Linked DNA regions of Mus musculus: regions 2, 3, 4 and 5 are each linked to region 1. Evidence: chromatin contacts called from public promoter capture Hi-C data. All regions are on one chromosome and are shown on one strand. Each heading gives the region's core, a stretch centred on a gene start, on an enhancer-like site or on the middle of the called end of the contact. The rest is flanking DNA. Distances are from core to core; before and after follow the strand shown. Region 1 holds the start of Trim58 (tripartite motif-containing 58). Region 2 holds the start of Sh3bp5l (SH3 binding domain protein 5 like). Region 3 holds the start of 4930438A08Rik (RIKEN cDNA 4930438A08 gene). Region 4 holds the start of Igtp (interferon gamma induced GTPase). Region 5 holds the start of Lypd8 (LY6/PLAUR domain containing 8).

Region 1 (2,700 bases), core at 124-2,623:
GAAGGGCTGAGTTCTGTTCCTGACACCCATGGCAGGTGGCTCACACGCATCTGAAACTCTAGCTCCAGGGGATCCTGTGCCCTCTCTGGCCTCCTCGGGCAGGAGGGCACCTATTATACTGTTCTCATCCATGCTGGGCTGCCCACCTGCCATTACCACACACGTCATCCTCGCATCTGTCCTTCCAGTGGTATGGTAGTTTATTTCTGAAAGTAGAAAATCTCAAGAAAGAAAGACTGAGGAAAAAATAAGTATTTTTTCCAAGGGTGTTTTTTGTTTTTGTTTTTGTTTTTGTGATTACAACAGAAGTTCATGGTACCATTCAGTAATAGTGGGGGAAGAGGGCAGGCGTGCCCCACATTGGCTGATGTGGCATGAGGGACTCCTAAGAGGCAGGCTTATTTCTGATTTTGTCCTACTAGCAGGGCAACTACCCCCAGCCAACTTCATGTGTAATATGCACAGATAGACTCAAGAGCTAACCCTAAGTCTGCATGCTTCAGGAAATTCCGGGAACTTTTGTTAATCTTACATTTGAGGTTTTTCCTGTGTGGGTTGTGTGAGTGAGTGAGTGTGTGTGTGTGTGTGTGTGTGTGTGTGTGTGTGTGTGTGTGTGTGCTGCCACTCCAACATGGAAGCCAGACAACAACTTTTGCCAGTTAGATTTCTTTCAACCATGTGAGTCTGGAGAGTCAAATTCAGGTCAGGTTTAGTGGCAAGCATCTTTGCCATCTTATGGGCAATAAATAAATAAATAAATAAATAAATAAATAAATAAATAAATATTACTGGGGAAGGCAACTTTGTTGGTCTTGATGGTATAGTCCTATCATTCCAGCTATTTGGGATGCTGAGCCAGGAATAGGGTGTTCCAAGTCAGACTAGGTGTCAGAGTGAGTTCAAAGACAGCCTGGACTACAGGTGAATTCAAGGCCAGCCTAGGCAAAATTGGTAGATCTCCCATCCCAAAATAAGAGACTGGGGGTGTTCCTCAGTGGTAGAACTTGCTTGGCTTGTGTGAAGCGCTGGGTTCCACCCATACTACAAAATCATGCTGCAAGCTTCAATAGCCTCTAAATGTGAGTTAGGGTGGCGTAAAAGCTGCATTATATTAGACTCAAAATAAAGATAGGGAAGGAAAGAATAGGAAAAAAAAAAAAAAACAAAAAACAAAAAACCAGAAGAGGAGCTGCTGGGTTTCTGAAGAGGTGACAGTCATTGGACTTGTTGCTGTCACCAGGAGTGGCTCTTTTTGGCTGCTGGATCCGGGCCAGCCCAGGCGATAAAACCCTCAGGGCCTGTTCCCCTGCTTTTGGGTTTCCTTCCTTCTATGCAGACCGCTAGGGTAATAGGAGCTGCTGCCACAAGCTAAGGCCATGGCCACGGCACCCGGGGAGCGACTGCAGGAGGAGGCGCGGTGCTCCGTGTGCCTGGACTTCCTGCAGGAGCCCATCAGCGTGGACTGCGGCCACAGTTTCTGTCTGCGGTGCATCTCGGAGTTCTGCGAGAAGTCGGACAGCGCTCAGGGCGTCTACGCCTGTCCCCAGTGCAGGGGTCCCTTCAGGCCCGCCAGCTTCAGACCCAACCGGCAGCTGGCCAGCCTGGTGGACAGCGTGCGGCAGCTGGGGCTGGGCACGGGACACGCGGGGTCGCGTCAGTGTGCGAGGCACGGTGAGGACCTGAGCCACTTCTGTGAAGAGGACCAGACGATGCTGTGCTGGGTCTGCGATACCAGCCCTGAGCACCGGAGCCACCGCACAGAGACGCTGCAGGAGGCTGCCAGCCGCTACCAGGTGAGCCTCAGCTCAGGTTCCCGTGTGGAAATAGGGAAAACACTGAGGCTGATGACCTTGGAATGTGAAGGGACATGTACCATACAGAGCCAAATGGTGCTATTGTATAAGTAGTAACTATTAACTCCCAAGCTCTTTCCTTCTCTGGTCTTCCCCTCTCCAACCCCCACCCCCTGCCCCCGTTCCCCGTTCCCGTTCCCCGTTCCCCGTTCTTACTGGCTCACATTCCCCGAAGCTGGGGTGGCTTTCGCCCCTGGGAACCCCGGGGTTGGGCATAGGCTAAATCCTGCCTCCTACTATAATGGGCCTCTGGTGTAGCACGTGGGAAACTCCCTTTGCTGAGCACAGACTCGGAGGGGTTTCCTACTGCTTCTTGCCTCTGTGTGTGTTATCTGGGCATTGGCAGAAGGCTGCTTTGCTCACTCATCTTCCTCTGAAGTTGCTGGACACATTTTAAGAACATTTACGTTTCCATCTTCCGGAACAACCAGCACAAGGGACACCAGCGTGGTTTTCCTTCCTTGACAAGCTTGACCACGGAGTTGCACAGAGCACTAACTTTCTTAAGATGTTTGCTGGGTTGATTTTCTCTAAAATTATAAATTAGGTGTTTTCCTCAACTCGTTGAAAAATCTCTCTTGATTTTACCACTTGCTTTCCTCAACTTGGTAAAAATTTGGGCACCAGTTATTTCCTAATCAGATTTAAAAATTATGATCCCACCTGCTTAAGTCCTGAAAATGTCACACAGACCTTGGCTAGCGATACATTTCTGATACTGTTTTCTACAAATATTCTGTAGGGCTTTTGTTTTCCTCGATTAAATGCCAAATAAACATCGTCTAGACCTCTGGGCCAATCAGCTGCAGCTGCCTAGGGCCCTGTGCAAACTGTGCTCAGCTCTTAT
Region 2 (2,779 bases), core at 233-2,732, 310 kb before region 1:
TGCTTCTCGCCTGCCAGTATGAGTGCCATCTCATACTGCTGCCACTGAAATTAGACTGACTGCTGACCCAGAGAATAGTCTGGCTCAGACCGTGGTCATGTTGACCATATATCCCGGTATGTTCAGAGGTTTGTTACCATGTTTTGAGGACTGTTCTTCTTGCAAACTCCCCAATTGCAGACTTCACTCAGAGCTAAGCAAGATAGAAGTCAACTTGAACTGTTATGTCTAAATTATTTAAACACACACACACACAACTTGGAAAAAGGCCAATAACCCTACAAGCCCTCCCCGCAATTGCTTGTGAGTTCATTATGGGTTTCTGCCTATATAAACTGACCCTGAAACGAAGTTCATGATAGTAGCATTCAGTTCCAGAGTCTAAGCTATGTCTACCGACCGTGGGGTGTGCATTCAATACACTATCCCTGTCTGACTGAGATTGATATTCCTGTGGTTTGTGGGGCGACTCCTGGACCCTAACAGGGACCAGCTCTGGAATTCCTTTCACTTCAGACTGTGGAACCCCGTCCTCCTCCATTCTCATGCCTCTAGAAACACCTAAAGACTCCTTCACAGATAGGAAGGCAGCTCTTGACTAAACAGACTCTTTACCGATTTACTAAACACGGGCTATGTTCAACAGAACCCAATGGGAAGAGAATTGGGCCCGGATACGTGTTTCATCTCCAGAAAAAAAGCCTGGGGCCCCGAGGCCGTCAGACATTTGTACCACGCAAGCATCCATCCTGCATCCCATCCATGGCTTCGGTCCGTCTTGCAAGCCACACATAGCACTGGTATCCAGACCACCCATGAACGAAGCAGGGAGCTCACTGGGCTAAGTTCGAGCCTCCTCCTCCCACTCTAGGAAAGTGAGCTAACAGTGAGATCCTCTGCATTCACGCGGTAGCCGGCGTCCCGTGAGGCCGGCTACTTAGCGGGAGAGATGGCGCCCGCTGCAGGTGTCGGGAGAGGTTCACCCACCTGTCTCGACCTAGAGTCCGCCGGATTCACTGAACCGAGAAAAAAGAAAAGAAAAGGAAAAAAAAAATCACTTTTGAAAAACGACTTCGTTTTTGTTAGCAATACCCAGATAGGAGCTAGCCGAAACCGGAAGTTGCATCACCTCCGGTCGCGCCAGGCAGTGACAGTCCTTAGCCCCGCCTCTGTTCCTAAAGCAACGATGGCCGCTCCCGCGTACGACACTATTGCTAGCATTTCTCGAATTGGGAGGGACTATCGATTTTCATCACCTGCTGTAGTTTTCCTCAGCAACTCTTACTCATGCATTCATTTTATTTAGGCTTGGTTGGCGGGTGAACTGGGAGCTAGGAAAGGCGACGTCGGATGTAGAGTAGCGCCATCTTGTACGGACCCTGAACGTTTAGCACGCCGAGCGTGAGCTTACATCGGGCAATACTTGTCAGAGAGGAAAAAAAAAAATAGCGTTTTTACGCGATGGCGTATTTCCGTTTCCTCTCTGCCAGGGCGTTTTTGGTTGGACGGTCTTGTTGCGGAGGGAGGGGGAAGATTGTTTGCTCCGTAGACGCTCCCCGTAAAGCAAGGTAAACTGAGGTAAAGCCGGGAAGGGGCATTTTTTTTTTCGCCTGGTTACATGGGATGGCTGGGACTCAGACGCTGGGTCCGCGGAAGAGTATGCGCTTGGAGCCTGGAGGCTCAGATGGCCCCCAGGGCTGGAGAGGCAAGGTTGGGGGATAGAAGGTGAATTGCAAAGCCGGACCGAGGGGGACGGGCTTGGTAGAAAAAGGGTGTGGAGGAGAGAGGGTGGGGCTCAGAGGGAAGTTTGGAAGGGGAGGGACTGTGGAGGGAACAGGGACGCGAGCAGAGTCGGACCTAAAGTCCTTGAGGCCGGAGGAAAGAAGTTGAGGTGGGGGACTGGTCGGATCTCGGGAGTGTGTGTTGGGAAACCAGTGGTATCTTGGGGAGACCCAGGACGCGGAGGAGGCTGCTGGCCAAGGTTCTGATGCTGACATCCTATGTAACTTGACCTTTGTGTCTCCTGCAGCTCCCCAGAGGCGCATCTCCCACCCTCTGCTTGGACTTAGCTTTCTCTCCATCTGCCACCACAGCCTGGAGGCGCTTGCCTCCACCCTCCCGAATGGTGCTCCTCTTCCCAGGCGTCGGCCCAGGATCCAGGCCCCCTTTGCTCCTTGAGTTGGAGCTGTTGCCGCTGGGGTCTCTTGGTGGGCTCCCCGTGGTGAGGTGTGAAGAACTTTTGCACAGACGAAGCTTTAGTTATAAGGACCTCCTCAGCAGTTCGAAGCTCAGCCTCTAACTGAACGCGAGGCCCATCTGTGCTGCTTCTCTTCGGCCTTTGAGAAGAGAAAGCCCTATTCTGTTCCATCCAAAGTCCAGGAAGCCTCAAACTGGGGCCCTGCTCCCAGCATGCCAGCCCTCTCTTGTGCATAGGGCTTTGCCCTCTTCCAGCCAGCATGGCTGATCTCAAAAAGGCTGCAGGGGGCCGGGAGACTCCGCAGGGGGAACTTCGGTCAGAGGTGGTAGAGGATGAGGGCCCTAGGAGCCCGGTCGCAGAGGAGCCTGGAGGAAGTGGAAGCAACAGCAGTGAGACCAAATTGTCCCCTAGAGAGGAGGAGGAACTGGATCCTAGGATACAGGTGAGAAGGCTGATGGAGGAGGTCAGAAGTCCAGAGGCCAGACTTGCTGAAGAGCTGTGGGATCAATGAGGCCTTAGACTCCTCTCTCACAGTGGGCTGGGGTGGGAAAGGGAAGCAGACATGTACATAAAACGTGGCGG
Region 3 (2,806 bases), core at 248-2,747, 370 kb before region 1:
AGTAGTCATGCCTTCAAACTTGCTTCTAAATCTTTATAGATTTGTGGTGTTCTCAACTTTGGTCAGAGAAGCTCCATTCTACAGTGGCTAGCTAGTTAACCGTGCAGAGACTCACGTTGGTCAAAGTGTAAGTAACTGTGAGTGCTTAGCTGTGGATGGATCATCTGAATTTGCCTCTTTCCACCCAAGGCTCAGGGAACATCGAGGAAGAGGAGGTAGGAAGAATCCAAGAGCTGGTGAGTGTGAGTGACACCTCATAGCTGGGGGAGTTGCCAGCAGAAGACTGGCACAAGATCAAGAGAGTCAATATTGGAGTGGCTCCCTGGTGGAGGAACTTTTGGCAGTTGATGGTGCTGAGGGAGGAAAAAGTCATGCCCCTTTAGGGATATGGGTACCAGTACATTGTTCATGCCTAGGGCACACATCTATGCACTTGTAGGCTGCAGTCATGGATTCAGGACCTCATTAATAACAACGACAAAGGGTAGAGCTGCAGGTGGGTGGGAGATAGAGTGGGATCACCAGGAAGTGCCAGGCAGAGGCACTGGAAGGCACAGTAATAAAAGTTGTATAGTTCTATGAAATTTTGAAAGAATAAATAAAAAATAATACTTTTTTTTGAGACAGGGTTTCTCTGTGTAGCCCTGGCTGTCTTGGAACTCACTCTGTAGACCAGGCTGGCCTACGAACTCAGAAATCCACCTGCCTCTGCTTCCCAAGTGCTGGGATTAAAGGCATGTGCCACCACGCCCGGCTAAAATAATACATTTTTAAAAAGCTGTTATAGCTTTCTGACTCTCTTCTCTCTCTGATCCCTTTGTCCCCCTCTCCTCTTCTTCCTCACCCCCTCTCTCCATGTGTTCCTGGCTGGCTTTCTTCTTCTTCTTCTTCTTCTTCTTCCTCCTCTTCTTCTTCCTCTTTCTTTCTCTACCTCTACTCCCTTCTCAACCCCCTTCCCCATGTCCTCAAATAAACTCTATTCTATACTAAATATATATATAAAGCAATTATAACATGAATTAAAAGAAAGACAAGAGTCAGGTATCCCCAGTGCTACTAATTCAACATCTGCCATGAGATGGTAGCTCTGTGTAAAGGGCAGAGAAGGCAGAGCTCTGGGAGATGGGGCAATTGGAGGTGGAGATCAGAGTTAGGGTGTAGCCCCTCCACCCAGCATGCACTCTCAGGTGCTGCCTTCTCTTAGGAGACACCTCAAACCTGCTAGTCATGCTGGAACTTTCTCTCCTTATGCAGCTTTCAGAAGGGAAAGAACAGGTGCAAAGCTGGGGACAGAGGCAGCCCACAGTCACACAAGGTCGTGTGAGTTCACTCCCTGTAGGACATGAAGACACAGAGCCCAGGAGCTGGGCTTCATGATGGCAGAACTGAGGACCCACCCCCACCCAGAGGTGCCAGGTCCTGCTGAGCCACTGATGGCCACACCCTCTTGCACCATGCCTCTTCTTGCATCAGGATGAGAGCATTGCCCTGGATGTCACACAGAAGCATATGATCCCACTCTCTTCATCGAACTTCTCTGGCTTGTCAGCAGACCTGGAAAGCAAGGAAAAGCCAAAGGAGTCCAGCTTCATCTTCATTGAGAGTCATGGGCTCATGACAGAGGAGTACAGATGGCCACTTCCTGTCCGGAACTCTGACCTTCACTCACATTCCTCAACTCTGACAACTCTTACGAACTCTTACCCAAGCTCTGGCTCTGTGGACATGGATGCTACCAGCCCCAGGCAGGCTTCTAGGTATGAACCCCTTGCCTTCTTTCCCAGAGTGAAGATCCTGGAAATGACCTCTCTTAGCTTGTATGCCACCCTAGAAGGGGGTGCTTTCCCCCTCTGCCTGTGTCAGGTCCCTTTTGCCTGGACACAACATCCTAAGACTAGCTTTTGGATACCAGGGTACAGCATAGTGAGAGTTCTTCTGGGGTGAGTCCTCACTTCAGTAACTCAGGATGGTCCCATTTCTCCTGCTATTTCATTTGGAATGAGATGGTCCAGAATCACTTCAAGGAGGAAGGGCGTGTGTGTGTGTGTGTGTGTGTGTGTGTGTGTGTGTGTGTGTGTGTGTGTGCGCATGTGTGGTGTATTTTCTGTAATGTGCTGTGTTATGCATGTGTGCTGTGTGTGTTATGTATGTAATATGTGGCATACGTGCACTGTATGTTATATGTGATGTGTGTGGGTTTGTTGTTTTGTTTTGTTTCGTTTTTTTGGTGTGCTCTGTGCTAATTGGGTCTGAGACTGAACAAATGGTGTGAGCTGTGTGTCCCCTAACCCCAGCTGCTTTAGAGGCAACTCTTTGTTCTCCTGGGTTTCCATCCTCTCTCTCCTCTCTTCCCTGCAGGCTTAATCTCCATCCCCCCTCCGTCCATCATGATGTTTTTTGAGCTTCTGTACTGTGCATGCAGTGTAGGGCCAGGCTCCTGACCCACATAATGACCTCTTGAGCCTTCTCTGACTCTGACTCTCTCCAGGGGCAGGGCAGGGAGCAGTTCCCACAGGAGGAACGAGGGTTCTGAGTGGTCATGGTCTCTTTCTGTGTGCAGGGCACAGGCGATTCCCACACAGCCTTGTGGGGTAGGTGCAGGGGCAGACACAAGAGGTGCAGAAAGAGAAAGTCATGTTGCAAGGGCAGGGGCCAGTGCAGGCCCCCAGCATCCTAAGCGCCGACCCACAGTTCCTCATTCTGCTTTTGTGCTTCCTTTACTCTTGTGGGCTCTACTCACATAAATAGACTCAGGCCTTGGGAATACTCTGAGGACAGCCATCTCCTTCACCAACACCATTACAGC
Region 4 (2,700 bases), core at 113-2,612, 440 kb before region 1:
GTACTGGAGTTACTAGTACATATCACCACGTCTAACTTTTGACATGGGATCTGGAGGATTGAACTCAGGTCCCTGTGTGTGCACTGTAAGCACCTTACTGACTTCATCTCCCCAGCCTGTCAATCATCTATTGACCAAGTTCATCGATCAGGAACACTCCTGTGCAAGGGCATCTTGCAGAGTGCTGCCTGCTGTCATTTTCTGAGCGAGAGAAGTCACAGGTGGCAGAGACACTTAAAAATGAGATGACTTAGCAGGTAAAAGCACTGACTGCTCTTCCGAAGGTCCTGAATTCAAATCCCAGCAACCACATGGTGGCTCACAACCATCTGTATTAAGATCTGATGCCCAGGCCGGGAGAGGTGGCCACGCCTTTAATCCCAGCACTTGGGAGGCAGAGGCAGGCGAATTTCTGAGCTCAAGGCCAGCCTGGTCTACAGAGTGAGTTCCAAGACAGTCAGAGCTATACAGAGAAATGTCCTGTAACTCCGGTTGCACGGGTTCCAACTCTCTGCTCCGACCTCCGAGGCTCATGCACATGCACACCTATTGAAGGGAGGGATGGGGGAGGGAGGGAGTCAGGATGTTAGGGACAGTGAGTGAAAATGAAAGACCAGGTCAGTAAATGGCCTGGGGTGGGGGGAGCCCTGGGGGCATGGACTGTGCAAATGAGCACACACTTCCCATCAGCCACTTACCCTGCTAAGCAATTACACAGGGAAACTAGCCCATTCCCCTCTACCTGGGCACTCAGTGGTCCAGGGCATCACTGTACACAAAAAAAAAAGGAGAGGGGGAGGGGGAGAGGGGGGAGGGGGAGGGGGGAGGGGGAGGGGGGGAGAGTGTTTATTTTTATTTTTTGGTTTTTGTTTTGCTTTGTTTTAAATATTTTTCCTGAACTCAAGAGAAACCGGTGGGCAGAAGGAGACCACTTAAAGGTGGCATATTCTGCCGCATACTTTGATCCTGGGGAGACGACAGAATTGGAACAGGGCAGAGTAGGTGGAATTTCTGCCCCTGAGCTGAGTGGGCGGGAAGGAGCGAGTAGACAATGAGAAGCGACAGAAGCCCCAAGGAGCAGCAATGAAGGGCGAGTAGTTCTCCAAGGACCAAGTTCGCTGGGTCTCAACATGGTGCCATCATTAAGAGGGGCTCCGGAAAGGAGGTAGCAGGGTCAGACAAGGCAGCTCTGACCGAAGTCTGAATGGCAGGCTTCACGGGCAGACTTCTGACCTCTATACCTGGAATCTGGCCCAGTTACCCCTCTCTTTGAAGAAGAACGTGGCCTCTGAGTGCTAACTCCCGAAAACTAGCCATTTCTAGGAACTGAAACTGAAAGCTGTTCGGGCATCAGGCCCCGCCCCTTGGGGAGGAGGCAGGCAGGGCTCACGCCTAGAAGTTGGGGACTTACATCTGGGCCAACATAGATAGAGCAGGGTCTGAGAGGAAACCTAGGAGCTCAGGCTGCCCTTCAGCTGCTCCTGCCTCTTCTAATCGCTCTTCCCCACAGGACCCTGCCCCACCACACTTCTCTCTCTCCTGACCGTCCTGAGCCTGGATTGCAGCTTTGTAAGGCTTCTGAGCAGGTAGGTGAGGGGCTCCTGCTTGGCCTATAAACCTGCTCAGGGCAGGGGAGTCTGGGGTCAGGTGTTCCTCTGGGGCACCCTGTGCAGCAGGCACCCTCCTGCACTGTCTTCAGGATCGGAGTGCATGGTGTCTGGCTGAATCAAGTCCTTCCAATTCACCAGAGAGAAGCAGTGTGCTTCTTTTTTTACCTGGGTATCCCTGGGTTTGTGGGTCTTCTGAGGGAGCCTAGTTAAGAGAAAACAGGTGGGATTTTACTCAAATTCTCTTGGCCACTACTTCGATGACCCCTCAGGGGCCAGAGTCCAGGATCAGAACAGCCCACAGGTAATATTGGAACATTCTGGAATTGTGTAATGTGCATCTGTTCTCCATGTGCGACACGCAGGGGCTAGAACTCTGGCTTGGAAGGCTGGGTTCATAAGGAAACTTTTTGTCTAACTCTGTTGGGCATTATCTATCTGCCTTGGAGACGCTGGTTCTTCATCTGCCAGCATTTAATTTAATCTTTTGGAAGAGAGTATAACAAAATGCAACCCGACGGAACATAGTAACATAGGCAACCAATGGGCTGCCACTTCCACTGTGTATGTGACCTTTTTTGTGCAGGTGTGTGTGAGACTATTGCATTTGTGTGTGGGCCCGAGTGTCTGCTTGCCAGTGTGTATGTGTGTATAATCCAGAGGCTGACATTAGGGTGTCTTCCTCAGTCACTCTCCAATTTATTTCATTTTATTGAAATAGAATCTCTCAGTGAACCTCTTGGCTAGACTGACTGGCTGGCCAGCAAGCCCTCTGGGATCCTCCTCTGGACCTCCACCTCTCCAGCTAGGGTATTTTAGGCATGAGTATTGAAACTGGCTTTTATGTGGATGCCAGGGGTTCAAACTCCTGCTTGTGAGGCCAGTGCTTTCTTCATTGAGGCATCTCTTTCCCCCCCTTTCCCCAGAGTATTTAGAGAGATCTGGATCTTTATGGAGAATTGTAGTCAGCTTTAGATCAACCAGAAGCGTGACCAGGAACTGCTTTGTATAATTCAAGATGTCTTTCTTCTCTCCTTTCTTCCTTTCTTTTCTTTTTTCTTTCCTTGTCTTTCTTTTTGTTGGTTTTTTTTTT
Region 5 (2,700 bases), core at 169-2,668, 260 kb before region 1:
CTAACACTTGATAAGGCTTCCCAGAGCTGTCAAACAAATTCACACTCAAAGTCCTCCATGTGCAGCTGAGACTTCAAGACCTGACTCAGGTTGTGCCTTCTCTACCAGGTGATTCTGATGTTTCTATTTAAAACTCAGACCCACACCCCCAATTGGGTGATACATTGACCCCGATCTTAATCTCTCTTTTGTTTGATTGAATATTTATTTATGTTCTGTCTTCCTCTTCAGAGAACATTTCAGGAGAGTAAAGGTCACAGACCCTCCCACATGTCTAGCCAGCTTGACATATGGAGGGTGTTCCAGGAGTGTCTAGGGAAGTGTGTGTGTGTGTGTGTGTGTGTGTGTGTAGAGAAGAGAGAGAGAGAGAGAGAGAGAGAGGGAGAGAGAGAGAGAGAGAGAGAGAGAGAGAGAGAGAGAGAGAGAGAGAAGAGCTGGGATAGGTAACAGAGGTATTTTTATTTATTATTTTTGAGACAAGCTCTCATTATGTAGCCTTGACTGGCCCAGAGCTTGCTATGTAGACCAGGCTGGCCTTGAACTAATAGAGATCTGCCTGTCTCAGCCTTCCAAATTCTGGGATTAAAGGTGGGTACCACCGTAGCAGGCTAAGAGATATTTATTTTTAAGAGTAAAGAACTTCTGAGTTTGAATTCAGGGTGTGGGCATTGGTGTGGGTACACTTATCAGTTTCATTCTTGGCAGAGTTTCTCTCTCTCTCTCTCTCTCTCTCTCTCTCTCTCTCTCTCTCTCTCTCTCTCTCTCTTTCAGGAAGCTACCCTGGCTGTTAGAGAAGGCAGTCATTCCTGCTGGAGGTCCCGGGGAGAGCCTGCTGTGGGTAACTTTCCCTTCCTGGCCCACTCATCATCCCATGCAGCTGCACAGTGCGCTTAGCTTTAACTTGGCTGGAAAAATTCTGAAACTGAGTCCAGTTAAGTCATTTGCCAAAAAGACTTGAGACTCTTTTCTTCTGTATGGTGTGGCCTTCCTGTGATCCATCCCACCCTGCCCTGTGACCTGCCATGGGAAAGCCTGTTACATCCCTCCGTCCATAGCTGGGATTCCTCATCTATAAATGAGGATTTTGCCAGAACTGGGAGTCGACTGTAAATCAGGCTGTTACTCAGAAATGCCAGTCCCAGGTTATGGAAGTGAGCCAGTAGGCTACAGCTGACATTGGAAGATGGTAGGAACACACTGTGTTCTCTCACACACTAAGGGGAAGGCTTGTACTTCCAATTCCTGCAAGTCTCAGAAAGAACACCACCTACACAGGGGCAAGGGTTAAGGGTCACTACAGTTGGGCAGGGCACCATCTAACAGCCCTAAGCTGGGGCTTGGCTAACAAAAAGGCCCCTCCCCAGAAGGCAGCTGGGCTTTTAGAGCATACAGCCACCTACTATATAAGGCCTCTTTCCACACCTGCTCCAACACATTGCCAAGTTCCATCTTCCTCCGGATAGTGTCCCTGGCTGGACCCAGAAGGTGAGGGACTCTGAGGTTGGAGCCTGCATCCTGGAGGTGGGAGTGGGGCACTCAGGGCACTCAGGCTTGCTCTGGCTACTGTTCAGGATGGTCTTGAGGTTCAGCGTTGCCCACTGCTGTCCCGATATCCAGATGGGCAGGCTGTGGCAGAGGTTGAGGCTGGGAGAGGGAGGTTGCTTGCATGGCATTCTGTTGTCTGTGTGGCACATTGCCTTTGAGCTCCTGCTTCTCCGGCAAATGGCAGCAATTTGGGAAGCATGCTACCTGACTGCTGAATGTTGCAAGTCAGGAAGGGCCCCGGAGATGGAGTTCAAGTGGTGGAGTATATGCCTAAGAATCAGGAAGTGCTGGGTTCCTTCCCTAGTGCCTCAGAGACTGGGTATGGTGGATGTCTGTCAGCCCAGAACTCAGGATACAGAGGCAGGAGCATTACAAGTTAAAGGTCATCCTGGATTACAAAGTTAGTTTGAGGCTAGCCAGGGCTACCTAAGACCCTTGTTCTTCCAGCCAATAGAAATGATTAACAGGCCTCATGTCCCACTACAGGATTGCCACAAGGCTCTGCCTCTCTGCTGTCTGCTAGCCAGGTCCTGAATTCTCTGGGTCTGGAGGTAAGACTCACTCACCATCAGGCTGGTGGTGGAGCTGAGGTGATCTGTGCTATGACTGTACTTCTATGGTTGCCTCTCCCCACATCTTTTATCTCTCTTCCTCTCCCCCTTCCCAGTAATTAGGTTTGAGAAGTCTTTTCCCCAGCTGTTGAGGTGCCAGGCCTGGAGAGGTGCCTTGGTATGTGAATGAATACGTAGTTCAATGCAGAGCTCGCATGTCACATACTCTAACCAAGACATATGCTATCTGTCTTTTGGGTTTCTAAACTTCATGGCCACTGGGGAAACGCGTTGGTCTCCTGTCCCTCTGACCAGGCTAGTTTTCTTTTCTTTTTCCCTAGTCTCTAATAAGTCAACCAGAAGGCCACACTGCTGTGTGCGCAGTGTGACGGGCTGTGTGTTTGAGCGGCCGTACAGGATGGAGCAGGAAAAGGGCTGTTTTTCCTGGAAAAGGCCAGCTCTTCCTCAGCCTGTGGCAGCTGTCATAGGAAGAGCCTGGCATGTGCCCTGCTTTGAGCCTGAGCTGCTTTTGCTATTCCTCGTGGTTGCATGTCTGGGGAACACGGCGACACCAGCCTGGCTTGTGGTAGCACTTTTCGGGTGC

The links. Promoter capture Hi-C pulls out the DNA fragments that hold promoters and counts their contacts.
Region 2: a promoter capture Hi-C map of the SN4741 cell line shows a contact between it and region 1, with 3 times the contacts expected there. The contact joins the promoter of Sh3bp5l here to the promoter of Trim58 in region 1. A contact is called at or near these places in 16 of 39 promoter capture datasets (the 3T3-L1 cell line, the C10 cell line, the HPC-7 cell line and 9 more), 1 of 15 datasets of contacts at CTCF or cohesin (embryonic stem cells), 9 of 484 Hi-C or Micro-C datasets (the Ba/F3 cell line, the G1E-ER4 cell line, the HL-1 cell line and 6 more), 21 of 115 datasets of contacts at active chromatin or transcription factors (the 230-238 cell line, the SCID.adh cell line, T-cell acute lymphoblastic leukemia and 11 more) and 5 of 9 other capture datasets (adipose tissue, embryonic stem cells, liver and 2 more).
Region 3: a contact with region 1 is called in a promoter capture Hi-C map of hematopoietic stem and progenitor cells, with 5 times the contacts expected there. The contact joins the promoter of 4930438A08Rik here to the promoter of Trim58 in region 1. A contact is called at or near these places in 14 of 39 promoter capture datasets (the 3T3-L1 cell line, the C10 cell line, cranial neural crest and 8 more), 6 of 484 Hi-C or Micro-C datasets (the AML12 cell line, the N1E-115 cell line, Th1 cells and 2 more) and 2 of 115 datasets of contacts at active chromatin or transcription factors (astrocytes and stem cell-derived neural progenitor cells).
Region 4: a promoter capture Hi-C map of hematopoietic stem and progenitor cells shows a contact between it and region 1. The contact joins the promoter of Igtp here to the promoter of Trim58 in region 1. A contact is called at or near these places in 14 of 39 promoter capture datasets (the 3T3-L1 cell line, HPC-7-derived erythroid cells, cranial neural crest and 10 more), 16 of 484 Hi-C or Micro-C datasets (CD8 T cells, the G1E-ER4 cell line, the HL-1 cell line and 7 more) and 1 of 115 datasets of contacts at active chromatin or transcription factors (large pre-B cells).
Region 5: a contact with region 1 is called in a promoter capture Hi-C map of embryonic stem cells, with 9 times the contacts expected there. The contact joins the promoter of Lypd8 here to the promoter of Trim58 in region 1. A contact is called at or near these places in 21 of 39 promoter capture datasets (the 3T3-L1 cell line, 3T3-L1-derived adipocytes, the C10 cell line and 12 more), 25 of 484 Hi-C or Micro-C datasets (the Ba/F3 cell line, LSK cells, the P5424 cell line and 17 more), 5 of 115 datasets of contacts at active chromatin or transcription factors (embryonic stem cells, fetal liver and stem cell-derived neural progenitor cells) and 4 of 9 other capture datasets (adipose tissue, embryonic stem cells, liver and 1 more).

Annotation. Positions count from the first base shown.
Region 1 is chr11:58,639,092-58,641,791 of GRCm38.p6, forward strand. Trim58 (tripartite motif-containing 58) reads left to right here and starts at 1,374. Exons shown (of 6, transcript NM_001039047.1): 1 at 1,374-1,793. The coding sequence starts at 1,377.
Region 2 is chr11:58,329,225-58,332,003 of GRCm38.p6, forward strand. Sh3bp5l (SH3 binding domain protein 5 like) reads left to right here and starts at 1,483. Exons shown (of 7, transcript NM_024480.5): 1 at 1,483-1,568; 2 at 2,030-2,639. The coding sequence starts at 2,457. It also overlaps a transcript of Zfp672 not described here.
Region 3 is chr11:58,273,331-58,276,136 of GRCm38.p6, forward strand. It overlaps 4930438A08Rik (RIKEN cDNA 4930438A08 gene), which reads left to right and starts at 1,498. Exons shown (of 7, transcript NM_001374705.1): 1 at 1,498-1,757. The coding sequence starts at 1,730.
Region 4 is chr11:58,198,194-58,200,893 of GRCm38.p6, forward strand. Igtp (interferon gamma induced GTPase) reads left to right here and starts at 1,363. Exons shown (of 3, transcript NM_018738.4): 1 at 1,363-1,586.
Region 5 is chr11:58,377,614-58,380,313 of GRCm38.p6, forward strand. Lypd8 (LY6/PLAUR domain containing 8) reads left to right here and starts at 1,419. Exons shown (of 6, transcript NM_027339.2): 1 at 1,419-1,485.